Linked DNA regions of Mus musculus: region 2 is linked to region 1. A link is a contact called in public promoter capture Hi-C data. All regions are on one chromosome and are shown on one strand. Each heading gives the region's core, a stretch centred on a gene start, on an enhancer-like site or on the middle of the called end of the contact. The rest is flanking DNA. Distances are from core to core; before and after follow the strand shown.

Region 1 (3,946 bases), core at 470-2,969:
TCTGCCTGTATCAAGGGAAAAGAGGGAAAGAGAGAGGGGAGAGAAAGGAGAGAGAGGAGAGAGAGGAAAGAGAGGAGAGAGAGGAGAGGGGGAGAGGGGAGAGAGAGAGAGGAGAGAGAGAGAGAGGAGAGGAGAGGAGAGGAGAGGAGAGGAGAGGAGAGGAGAGGAGAGGAGAGGAGAGGAGAGGAGAGGAGAAGAGAAGAGAAGAGAAGAGAAGAGAAGAGAAGAGAAGAGAAGAGAAGAGAAGAGAAGAGAGGAATATTGTCAGATGCCCACCATCTGCCGGGATCTATATGAACCCTTCATATGTACATCTCATGTGTCTCCTTCAGTCCTCTCAGCAACTTCACAAGAGTCTATAATTATTCCTGTCTTATCAACATGGCAACAATGAGTGCTAGGAAGTGTGATTCAAAGTTCAGTTGAATGCATACCGCTAGGATGCATACCTGTTAACTGAAGCACTGAGAAGACTCAGGGTGGACTGTAGTTAGAAGCCAGGCTGGGCTACAAGAGCAAGTGTTGATACTACAATATAGGGAGACCCTGCCTCAACAAACAAATGACACCCCAACTCAAAGGAGTTCTCCTTACGCTAAGTCTGTAATCTTCATCAACACATTGCAGAGTCTGTTGGGTGTCTGTGTATAAGGCAGATCAGAAGGCCTTGAAGCTTGCCAGCATTTTCCTGTGCCATTTTCTGCTTATGGGGCACAGCACCCTGTCACCAATGCCTTTGTAAAGGGCAGGCTCCCACCCTCTGCCAAAAGTCTTTTCTGAAAGCCCCAGACCAGACAGACCCCTCTTCTTACCATGTAGATTGGGCTTCCCAGATATGCTCCCATGACCCCAGCAAGGGCCCCAGCTGCGGCGCTGCGGACAGGACTGTGGGTGCCTTCATTAGTGTGCAGGTAACCCCGAGACTCTGCCAGCCCGTAGGTGCCCAGTCGGATGCCATTCATCAAGAACTGGTACAAGAGCGCAGGGCCCAGGCCCTTCTGCAGGGCAGCTAGGCCATCCACCTTGCCAATGGTGAAGAAGGCGTGGAAGACGTTTCGGTAGTGGCGCTGGTAGGTGCCTGGGGCCTGCAGTTCTCCCTGCAATTGCATTCTGGTCTTCACAACCTCCAAGGGATTGGTGAACACACAGGCTCCACAGGCTGCTACACCACTCATTAAGAAGTCCATGGTAAAGGTAGAAACAGCTTCAGAAAGCAGGGATGGATATGAACAACACCTGGCTCTTTGAAGCCCAGGCTGCAACAGGTAGAAATTTAAGAGAGCTAAATTGTCTGGGTCAAATGTCAAGAAGTCAAGTGAGGTTAGAGGGAGTTTGGGGATCAGAAGGTAGCAAAAGGAAAGAAAGAGGAGTGTAGTAGGGTATGGCAACAAGGCCCTGTTGACAAGGGAACTGAGATCAGGGAGGAGCAGAAGTTAGAAGCTGGCAGGTGGGAATGCCTAGGATGGGGGTACCAGAGCGTATCTTAGGAAAACGGAGTTACGAAATGGTAGCTGGAGAAGCAGGAAAAAGAAAAGCAACAACAGAAAAAGAATCAGAGGGAAAAGCCGAAGGTGGCTCGACAACAGCGAGAGGAGGGTTGTGAAAGAAGTTAGGATTCCGGCTAAGAATAAGCGTGGCAAAGTAGCTGCGGGAGCTAGAGCACCTTTACCCGAGGTAGTCTGCAGAGGCCGGGCGGCCACTCTCGGGTCCTTGGAACGCAGCGCCAATGGGGACTCTCCAAGAGCTGCAGCCGAGCGCCTCAGCCAATCAGCGAAGAGCCGGCTCAGCAGCCAATGGGAGGCGCTGCCATCGGCCGGGCCCTCGGCCTCAACTAAAACGGGTTGGGTTAACTCTCCTCGCCCCGGCTCCCAGGCCTGGCATTGGGAGGGTGCCGGAGGCGGGGAGATGTTTTTGGTTTTTGTTTTTGTTAATCACTGTCCAGGAACTGGGGTGGGCCGGGATGCAGAGGCTGAGCGCGGAGGGTTGGGCAGCGACTCCTGTGGGTGGCGGGCTCTCTGCGATCGTCCTCAATCCCAGGTCATCTCTGTTTGGGGTTTGCCTGACCGCAGACACGCCCAGCGCTGTTCGGATGCCAGGATAGTCCGGAAACTGCAGTCCCGCCCGCCGGGGCGATGGTACACACCTGCTGGACAGCACCCATCCCCTAAGGCCGAGTAAACTGTAGGGTCTAGTACCAGGGTGTGGCCAGCTGCGGGCGCCCAGGGAGGGAGGCCTGAAGGCCAGCCAGGGGAAAAAAAAAAAAAAAAACAAAACCTTGATCTTATTAAGCTCTTGATCGTCACAATGACCTAGAGGAGGCCGGGCAGGTCAAGACAAGGATTTCCATCTCCTCCTCAGCGAGGCTTAGGTTACAGAAACAGACTTGTTTCTTGTCCTTGCTTCATTCGTATGAATAATTATGAAAGAGCCCGGGGGGGGGGGAGGCTGGAAAAGAGCTTAAAGAGAAAGCTTGGAGAAAGAAGGTAGGAGTTTAGGTGGCGTCATTTGGGCGGCAGGAAGAAGCAGAGGGCTCACCTGAGTCAACTACCCTGCTTAGCGCTGAATTCCGGTTTATATTTTCCTTCCTACTATATAGATGACCGTGGGCAAGTTTCTTATCTTCTCAGGAACCCCTTGTAAAATGAGATAATATCTGTGGGACATACTCCAAAGGAGAGGTTGCCCTTGTGTTACACGCTCAGTAATTTACTGGGAAGTCTGGAGTTGACAGAACTCTTCCCACTTCCCCGAGGTCCCCGCAGCTTTCTTTGGTGACGTTCAGGTCAGGTTGAGCATCTTCTGATGGCTTTTCAAGTTGTCCCTATTCAGCCTCATTCTACTTTGTTCCTCAAACATACCTATTTTTAGGAATACCTCAAAAACATTCCTATTGTTCTTAGCTAGTGGTTAATTTCCCTACTTCACGATACTGGAAACTCTAGAAGCTTGGGGGTGGGAGAGAGGCAGATCTGAGTCTTAGGTTGTTTGCCAGACAACTTTGCTGTGTGTAGCCTTTAGGAGCCTCAAACTCAAAATCCTCCTGCCTCAGCATGTGGAGTGCTGAAGATTTCCAGCCTGCTGCCCTACTGGGTGACACCACACTTGGCTTCACACCCTGAGCTTAAAGCCTAGGGTTCTCAAAAGTATGGTGGCTATAGCAGCAGTAGTGCCTGAGAACTTAGAAATACATCCAGTCTCACTGGAAACTCCCTGAACCAGAAGAACTCTGCAGGTGGACCCCCACATTCTTTCACTAAGTCCCCCTGGGTGCTTAACATTCAGCATTACTGGGTGACACTTTCTGTCTTTAATACCAGATGCCCAAGAGATTGACAGATTTTAAGGTTTTTTTTGTTTGTTTATTTGTTTGTTTTGGTTTTTTTTTAAGTAATTTTTATTCTTTCTCAAGGCAGAGTTTCTCTGTGTAGCCCTGGCTGTCTTGGAACTCACTCTGTAGACCAGGCTCACCTCAAACTCACAGAAATCTGCCTGCCTCTGTCTCCCAAGTGCTGGGATTAAAGGCAGCAAATAAGAGCAAGTGGCTGATCTTTCACAGGACCCAGTTTTGTTGCTTTGTTTTGAGACAGGGTTCCTCTGTGTAGCCCTGGCTGTACTGGAACTCACCCTGAAGACTAGGCTGGCCTCGAACTCAGAGATTCACCTGCTTCTGCATCCTGAGTGCTGATATTAAAGGCATGAGTTATTCTACCCCCCCACACACACTCCCACCCCTTCAGAGAATCTAATTTCATTTTCAGCAACCACAAAGCAACTGACAAATTACTAGTGATATTTGGTGCCCCCTTCTGGCCTCTACAGATACTGCATGCACATGTATACATACATAGACAGGAATAAATATTTTAAAAATCTTTTTTAAAAAACAAAATACCCGTCTCAAAAAACCTAAATAAATAAATAAATAAATAGAGTAAAATAAAAATAA
Region 2 (3,654 bases), core at 605-3,104, 130 kb after region 1:
ATAAAACTTTGTAAAGCTTCATTGGCATTTGGTAGTAATCTTCACGGCAACTGCATATGCACAGTTGGTTAGGGATGTCCCGTGTTACTTAGTTTCTCTGTGAGTTCTAGTTGTGTCTTTTTTTTTTAAGATTTATTATTTTATTTGTGTATATGTATATGCCACTTATGTGCAGGTGCCTGCAGAGGCCAGAAGAGGGTATCAGATGCTCTTGGAGCTAGAGTTATAGGCATCCGTCTGACATGGATTGGGAACTAAACTTGTCCAGTGGAAAAGCCATCTCTTTAGCCCTCACTGCTCAATTTCTTTTTACCTTTGGGCATAATACTGTTCTCTGAGAGGTTATAGCATTTTAAAATTCTTTCTTTTAAATTATTTTTATTTTGTGTGTGTGTGTGTTGTGTGCGTACACTAGCCACTGTGGAAGTCAGAGGACATCTTGTAGGGGTTGGTTCTCTCAGTCTCCCATGTCTGTCTCAGGGATGGAACTCTGGTTGTCAGGTCTGGAAACAAGTGCCGTAACTACTAAGCCATCTCACTACTTTGTATTTTTAAGTTCTAGGGGAGTTCACATTTTGTTAAAGAGATAAAAATTTTTAGATAGGAAGCTTGTTTTGAGAACTAGTAACATAGGAGGAATGTTTATATGATGTTTTTGTTGGGACTTGCAGGGTATATTTGCTCCCTCTAATGAGGATTCCTGCTTTTGTTTGCGACATTTTGCAGATTTAAGGCAAGAACTAGCAGTTCGGGAACGACAACAGGAAGTGACCCGCAAGTCTGCCCCCAGCTCTCCAACTCTGGACTGTGAGAAGATGGATTCTGCGGTCCAGGCTTCACTCTCCTTGCCTGCAACGCCTGTTGGGAAAGGCACAGAAAACAGTTTTCCTTCACCAAAAGGTTTGTATTTTCTCTTGAAGGCCATGTTAGATGATCAGTTTCAAATGTATTTGCTGGTGTAGCAGAGCTGCTACAGTTCTGCGTGAACGGCAGTTTACAAGTTACTGTAGTATCCAGGAAGCAGAGGAAGGATGGGCTTTCCAGGTCACTGATCTGTCGCAGTGGGATGGTGTCTGCGCTCAACACAAGAGCAGCTTAAGTAAAAGTTTTAAAAAGTTAAAAAGTTTTTAAGTTTTAGATTTTATTTTTAAGACCTTATTTTGGTTATTATAGAAATATATGTTCATGCAGATTCCTTCTTCCTCCCCCCTCCCTCCCCCCTCCCTCCCTCCCTCCCTCCCTCCTTCCCTCCCTCCCTTCTTTCTGTCTGTCTGTCTGTCTGTCTGTCTGTCTCTGTCTATCTCTCTGTCTGTCTGTCTGTCTGTCTTTGTCGGGCCTGGGTATTGAACCTAGAGCTCTGTGTTTGCTTGGCAAAAGGTACTGACACTGATCTATATTCTCAGTTCCATGTAGTAAATTTAAATTTGAAAGTACAAAAAAAGATAAGTTTTACAAGTGTTTTTTTTCTTCTTGATTTGAGTTATTTCTTATACATTTTTTTGCTACCATAGATTGGTGGTTAGTTTTGAGACACAGTCTCACCAAGCCTAGGATGGCCTGAAGATGACCTTGAATTAATTCCTGATCTTTGAGCCTCTCCCTCCCAGGTTCTGGGATTATAGGCATGTGCCATCACACCCAGAGTCTCGTATTAAGTTTTTTGGTCCTACCTAAATAATTATTTCTTGCTTTTGCCATTTAGTATGTCATAGAAAAACAGATACGAAGAGAACTTTGAGTTACTATCTAGATTGATAGAAGGTTGGCTCAAATAGAACATTCTGTTACTGGGTCTTGAACTGCCCACAAAGGTAACATGCAGGGGAACTGATAAGATTCTTCTTGTTTATTTAGTGTGTGTGTTAAATGCGCTTAATGAGGTGAAGCCTTCTGTGGCCAGCCTGAGAGCCTTGCAGCCTAACCCCAGAGCTTTCCAATCCCACTTGTTTAGGTAGTCAGCAGTTCATATCCCAGCTTCCACTGCCCCCCATGCCTTCCTGCCCTTCTCAAAATACATTTTATCCTCTAGAGTGAGAGGAGGTTCTCTGGGCAATTGGGACAGCATTTCCTGCATTTGTGCTGCTCAAGTAGCCAGAAGTGACTGTTAAACTTTATACTCATTTCAATGAACGGTGAAATTCAATTTGCTGTGTCAGTCACATTTCATTATTGAGAGTATTATCATGCTGACTACTGGTTTGGCACAGTATTTCTTTTATGTGTGTGTGTGTGTGTGTGTGTGTGTGTGTGTGTTTAGATTTAATTCATGTATGTGAGTACATTGTAGTTTTCTTCAGACACACCAGAACAGGGCATCGAATCCTGTTACAGATGGTTGTGAGCCACCATGTGGTTGTTGGGAATTGAACTCAGGACCTCTGGAAGTGCTCTTAACCACTGAGCTATCTATTCAGCCCCTCGGCACAGTATTCCTCTTACCTTCTCTTTGTCTTGCCTTTTCTTTTCTCTTTTCTTTCTTTTCTTTTTTCTTGAGATATGGTTTCACTCTGTAGCCCTGCCTGCCTTGGTACTTGTGAATGTGTGCATTCTTTCTCTCTACACACACTCACACACTCACACACACACACACACACACACACACCCCTCAGGCTGGTCTCAACCTCAGAGATCCCCCTGCCTATACTGTACCCATATACTGTACTCAGTTTGCCATATTTTTTTAGTTTTTTTCAATTGCAAGTAATTTTTTATACAATATTCTGATCATGTTTTCCCTCCCTCATCTCCTCCCAGACCTTCTCCGTCTCCCCACCCTTCCAACTCTATACTTTCTCTCTGTCTTAGGAAAACAGGGAAATTCAAACAAACAAGAATAAAACAAAACTAATGAACTAACAAGAAAAACAAAAAGAGCAAGAGAAATACATACATATGCAGACACACACCCATCCCGTAAAATACAAAACTAAAAATGGTAATGTACAAGCAAAAGACCAGAAAGGTTTAAAAAAAAAAAAAAAGCCAAAACAAAGCAACATGAGACCAGAAACACAAACACAAATACAAACAAACAAACAAAAACTACAAATACTTTTGGATTGGTTTGTGTTGGTCACCTGTGCTGTGAGCATAGGGCCTGCCTGTAAGTGTGGTGTGTCAGCCCTGTGAGATGCCCATGGAGACTAGCTTTTCCTTTGTGGATGTTTGTCAGTGAGTTGGCAATAGCTCCTTGGTTAGAGATGGGGCTCATGTCTACTTCCCCATCTTAGCACTGGGGTCCTGGCTGGTGTGGAGCTGTGCAGGCACTGTGCATGCTACCACAGTCTGTGAGTCCATGTGTGGCATGATGCTCTTATATGCATCCTTGTAGCATCTGTTAGGGAGACAGTGGGCAGCCCTCTGCCCTCAGTTCTGTTCTCAGGATCTCCAGAAAAGCCTGTTGAGATGTTTAAGGATCTTTGTCCTTGGAGCAGTTTGGAGAAGTGACCACTGATGTAGTCTAATGGTTAAGCTTCTTTATACTTTGTCTGTACCGTGAAACAGTATGATATTGCTAAATGTGTTTTGCTTTGTGACATCATCAATATAGTCCAAATATAAAGGGAGCTGCTGATGTTATTCCTCTGCGTTTCTCTTTCTGTAGCTATACCAAACGGCTTTGGAACCAGTCCACTAACTCCTTCTGCTAGGATA

What was found. Promoter capture Hi-C pulls out the DNA fragments that hold promoters and counts their contacts.
Region 2: a promoter capture Hi-C map of the HPC-7 cell line shows a contact between it and region 1. The contact joins the enhancer-like site here to the promoter of Slc25a35 in region 1. A contact is called at or near these places in 2 of 39 promoter capture datasets (the HPC-7 cell line and macrophages), 2 of 484 Hi-C or Micro-C datasets (the C10 cell line and brown adipocytes), 2 of 115 datasets of contacts at active chromatin or transcription factors (bone marrow-derived macrophages and embryonic limb bud) and 3 of 9 other capture datasets (adipose tissue, liver and pancreatic islet).

The regions. Positions count from the first base shown.
Region 1 is chr11:68,965,904-68,969,849 of GRCm38.p6, reverse strand. Slc25a35 (solute carrier family 25, member 35) reads right to left here and starts at 1,719. Exons shown (of 5, transcript NM_028048.2): 1 at 813-1,719. The coding sequence starts at 1,187.
Region 2 is chr11:68,833,396-68,837,049 of GRCm38.p6, reverse strand. Ndel1 (nudE neurodevelopment protein 1 like 1) reads left to right here. Exons shown (of 9, transcript NM_023668.3): 6 at 727-900; 7 at 3,605-3,654. Among named protein-coding and RNA genes, the nearest start is that of Ndel1, 18 kb to the left of the region's middle. Within about 2 kb of position 1,854, at least 4 of the 459 cell types and tissues checked have an H3K27ac peak or open chromatin away from gene starts, as enhancers often do. A contact at or near this core is called in the HPC-7 cell line, where this site is marked.